Regions from separate parts of the Gossypium arboreum genome. Here region 2 is linked to region 1. Evidence: chromatin contacts called from public Hi-C data. All regions are on one chromosome and are shown on one strand. The core of a region is the stretch at or near the end of the contact, and the rest is flanking DNA. Distances in the headings are between cores, read along the strand shown.

Evidence for each region. A called contact is a pair of places that touch in the nucleus more often than the background predicts.
Region 2: a contact with region 1 is called in a Hi-C map of leaf, with 3 times the contacts expected there. The contact joins the promoter of LOC108469422 here to the enhancer-like site in region 1. A contact is called at or near these places in 2 of 5 Hi-C or Micro-C datasets (both in leaf).

The regions. Positions count from the first base shown.
Region 1 is chr7:69,763,334-69,766,033 of ASM2569848v2, forward strand. No RefSeq gene overlaps it. Among protein-coding and RNA genes, the nearest start is that of LOC108469993, 13 kb to the left of the region's middle. Within about 2 kb of position 1,373, at least 1 of the 2 cell types and tissues checked has an H3K27ac peak or open chromatin away from gene starts, as enhancers often do. A contact at or near this core is called in leaf, where this site is marked.
Region 2 is chr7:69,820,428-69,823,127 of ASM2569848v2, forward strand. It overlaps LOC108469422, which reads left to right and starts at 1,392. Exons shown (of 14, transcript XM_017770335.2): 1 at 1,392-1,675; 2 at 1,765-2,068; 3 at 2,165-2,256; 4 at 2,356-2,375; 5 at 2,527-2,700. The coding sequence starts at 1,767.

The DNA of each region.
Region 1 (2,700 bases), core at 123-2,622:
CCCAAATTTGTGTATTTATCTGTACTATTCAATAAAATCCCTTGATTGAGTTGGGTCACGGGTTAACTGAGTGCCAACTCGGTTAGAAAAGGACTAATATACCCTTTTATTAAAAGACTACTATTATTATTTTGATGACCCTTTTGTCTTTTTCATATTATATAGTTTCTAAACAAAAAATTAAAAATCAACATATTTAGGATTGAACTCATATTTAATGGAATTATAAACAAATTCTTTACCACTACACTAATAACAATAGCATTCCACATACTTATAACATTATTTGAGATTTAGATAATATTCAAATTTTTAAAATTTGAAATTAAAACCTATAATATATTAATAACATCAATAATTGAGATTCAGATGGTAGCTTTAATAAAATTTATAAATGTAATTCTATTTATTAAAAGAATAATATTTGGTACACCGTAAGTGAAGTTTTAAACTCCACGGTAATGTTAGGGGTTGAAAAGTGTTATATAGAGATATAATAAAATATTAAAATAAATATTAAAAGAAAACACGTAAATTTTTAAAATTTGTTTGTGGAATAAAAAAATACACTAACAATTTACCAAATATTAATCCTTTATTAAATGCTATCTTTTATGTAATAAAATATGATTAATAAAATTTTATATAACTAAAATTATTATTTTTATCATACATAATAATATAACTAGTTTTATTAAAATTTAAGATAAAAAGATGTACTTATAGACAATTAGTAAAAGTTACACTTATTACTTTATGGTTGTTAGTGTTATAAAAGGTAAAAGTAAATTTGATTGTTATTAGAGGGACAACTCTTTCAAAATTAGATTTAAGAGTAAGAAGTATGTATTAATTGATATGAATAAAGAGGTATACTTATGAAGATCAGTCCCTTCCTGCCATGAGCAAATATGTCCTTCTAAATAATTAAAAATAAAAACATATTTCATGCCAAAAAAGAGAACCAATAGGCTGAAAATGGAATATAGAAAAACCTAAGACAACATTCGATAGAGTGGGAGAAAAAAAGTTGAAAGAAGCCAGCCATACGTTGACATTACCATTAATTTTCACAAGTGATTGAATAGAAAGAGTTGTCATGCAAGGAAGTGAAGAGATGACAACAATTATTCCAATACAATCGCTATCAATCACTACAGTCGGTTGTTTAGGTTCCCAAAAAAATAATAATTTCAATTAAACTAATTCAACAACCAAAGCTTTCAATTGGCCTTCCATGGAGGACAAAGAAAAAGGGTGCAACAACCTGAAGCCACTTTTGCTATAAAAGCAGCTTCTTTAGAGTGTGAACATGCCGCACAATTCTAGATTCGAAGCGATAGGTGCCCCTCACATGTAAGTGAAAGCACCTTTCCCGTTGAGGTGGTCCACTCTCTTGATGGATTAGGTTTACTAAAATACTTGTTAATTAGGACAAGATAATGGGGTTTTCATTTGTTTAATAAAAGGGTTCTTTTTATTATTATTAAAATGATGTTTTAAATGTTAAAAATTATTAGGTTTGCGTTTAGAACAAAGTTCTAACAGTTTTTTTTATTATCAAAGTTTCAATTCATTGATTAGTTTTTTGGGATTAATTCTAACTATTATCAGTTAACTACTGTATGACACCTTATCAAAATAAAATTGCTTTCTAGCCCTATCTAAGAAAATACACGAAACCAGAGAAATAGGATTTTCTTTTGGGACGTCAACACTACCATCCCCGCCCCGCGACCTACTGTGGATACAAAATCCAAAACCATCCCCATCCCACCGCCTACAATAGTCTCCAAACTCACTTAATCCTCATTATACTCATCCCACGACTCACTTTATATAATATATTTATAAGTATTAGTAAAATAAATATAAACTAAATTTTTTTATGAAAAAATAATATGAAATACTTGTCTTTCGAACTCACACTACATATGTGATATTATTTCAACTATCATCATATTAAAAAAATAAGTCGTCGTAACCCTTTAATTGGTAAATAAAATATAACTTCAATACGAGCTAAAAAAATTCAAAAAATAAAGTCCTTACATAATATCCAAATACAAACAATGTCTCAAATACATTATAAATGTCTTCAAATGCAACACAAGTAAAAAAATTCCAAAAATCAATCAATACATGTCACTCCTGTTGCTTCTTTATCACATTCATCTTCTAATTCTTCTATCAATTGTGAGCATTGTATCTCTTTAACTTCACCTAAACCTGCACTTGCATATGAGAAACTGTGTTGAGTACTTTCCTTCTTTTTTCTTTTTTTTTCTAAATTGAGTGAGAAATTGTGGAGTGTTCTCCTTTTTTTCTAAAAAAAAAAGTGAATGTGAGCTGAGTACTGTTATCAAAATTAAAATTTTATAAATGTTTATTTTTTAAATATGATTATCATATTATGCAGGGCAGGTGGGGATGAAGAGGGTACAAGGTCATACCCACGCTTGCCCCACCACCCATAGCGGGTATAATTTTTATCCCCACCTTGCCCCACCACTCGCGAAACTTGTACCTATCCCCGCCCAATTAGGTGCGAAGTGGGGTGGGACCACATGAAACCCGCCCCACTGACATCCTTAATTTTTTTTTCACACCCTTCCATTAAAGCATTTCTTTCCTTTGTATAGAGAAGTTAAGATAACAATGAAAACGATAAGATCGCATCATTCACAGTTTATTTACAAA
Region 2 (2,700 bases), core at 142-2,641, 57 kb after region 1:
TGACGAATATATATACACACAAAAGATGGGGGGAGGGAAACTTACTAATACTCAATCGATTCTTTGTATCTGTAAATTCCAGACACTTTTTGATCAGCATAGGAGGGAGTATCACCTCATTTTAATTTTTTGTGTGCAGAACATACATACATACATACATAAATACATACATACATCTACAATCAAGTAATACTTGAAAATCTAAATGAAATGACTCACCAATTTGTATCAAATTAAAACGATCTTGAAACGTCAATATAACATTCATGCGATTATTATCATATGCATGTGATTACATTACAAATCTAAATCCATTCATCAACATGAAAGTGTTATAATATTAAAACGCACACTAATAAGAGTGAAAGACACAAGTCACTAATACTATTAACTCTTTTTCCAAGATATTGCAACTACCAAAAGGATCACATAGTATATAATACTATATACACATATCTTTAAATAAAATATGACTCAACGGTCCCCAAAATATTAGATTAAAGTTTTGTATATAACACTATATTAATTATATTTATATAACGTATTTTAATAAAATAAATTTAAAGTTAAAACTAAATTTCTATCAAATTATTAAACAATAAAATGATGTGAATACAATATTAATGCATGTGTTCATATCTATATAAATGAATTATTAATGTATAGAATATATAAAATTTGTAATACTCTAAACGAATAAAAATAATATTATGAATTGACATTATGAATAAAATTGTAATGATTTTCAACACATCACTTTAAATAAATTTTATTCACAATAAATCATAATAATAAATTATGCAAAATATAAATACAACTATCAACATGTAAAAGTTTTCTAAAAGGAAACTAAAACATAGAAGGAAAATATTTGTTACATCAATAAAATTTTTAAATTTTATAAGTAAAAAATTATAAAATATAGTGTAACCTTTAATTTTATGTTATTAGTTAAAAGAGGAAGTAATCCTACATTGTCTAGGAACAAACTGCAAACCTATTCATGATTTTATATATACACATATCTTATATCCTATATTACTTAAAGAAAAAAAGGAAGTGAGACTTTAGGTCTATATAAAAATCTATTTTATAAATTTTTTTTCCTCATTAATATGTGGCACAAAAAAGAAAAATTGGTGTTGTCCCTTTTAGAGTTGTAAAAAATAATTACGTGACCTCCAGTATGGAAATGCTTTCTATTAGTTTTAATGAAATTATAATAAATTTTTAGCCCATTTAAACGTTGAAGTGTGTCAGAGTTAAAGGCTGCCTTAAGCCCGGTCAAGTCTAGACAGACCGTCTGCATCTTTAAGGTCCTTCATTTTATTTAAAGTGAGCCGAGAAGTGTACAAATTGGATTGGGTTTTTAAGACCCATCTTTAAGATCAACAGTGAAACGACGTCGCCTGTTGGGCTCAAAGTGTAAAATGCCCATCTTCTTTCTCTCACTGCAGGCTATCTATCCGACGGAATTGAAAGTTTCCGGAGGGAGAACCATCAGAAGAACGCAACTGGTTTCTCTTTTCTGTTTTCCCCCTCTCTCGTTCTCGCCAACTAATTTCGGAAATTTCCTTTTCTTTTGAAAACGATTGCTTCCTTTTTTTTCCCCCTAAAATTTGATCTAAGCGATGAACTTTTTTACTCGGGAAATTCCCCCATTTTATCATAAATGGTTAGCCAAATTGCTCTTCATCTTTAAAATATCTTGATTGCTTTCTTCGAGGATTGATCTATTTCTTCTTTTTCTTTCTGTTTTTGTAGATATGAGTTTCATCAAAGACATAATCGACTCTCTAAGCTCAATCATCTCAACCGATAGCACGCCATATGAATCAACGCAAAACCCTAGTTCTTCCACGTGTCAGAACATGGAGGGAATAGCTGGAAACGAACGCACCGCGTATAAGCTCAAAGGATACTTCGATTTGGCCAAAGGAGAGATCGACAAAGCAGTTCGAGCGGAAGAATGGGGTTTAGTAGACGACGCCCTGATTCACTATAAAAATGCACAGCGAATTCTGATCGAGGCTAGCTCCACTCCCACACCTTCATATATCGGCTCTAGGTATTTCAACAATTATCTTTGCATTTTGCTTTTGCTAATTGCCTGATCATTTGGTGTTGATGGATTATAAATTTGACTCCTCATATTTTGTGATAGTGAACAAGAAAAGGTGAAATCGTATAGGCAAAAGATATCGAAATGGCAAGGTCAAGTATCTGAGAGACTACAGGTTTTAAGTCGCCGATCAGGTTATTAGTAGTGTTCTGAATATTTATCATGTTAAGTGATTTTACAATAATTGAAATGCATACTCATTTCGTTTATTATTATTTTTCTATCTTCTTTAGGTAGCACATCCGCGAACAAGGTATGGCTTTCTCAGTCTTATGTTAGTTAAATGTAAACTTAACCATGTTTATTAGATGGCAACTGCGTTATGCGGTTGTTAGTTACTGAGATTGATTATTGTCTTACAGTGTTCCCATTCTTTTATTATATAATGTTATACATATTTGCAGAACACCTTAACTCATGCACAAACTGCTGCAGTTTCACCAAGAGCATCAAATTCTAGGAGAGATGTGTTACAAAAGTCTCCTCGTAACCCGGTGGTGAGAAATCAGGTTGATAAAGTTGGGAGTTCGAAATTTTCTCAAGAATCTGCTAATGGTTATGAGTCGAAGTTGGTTGAA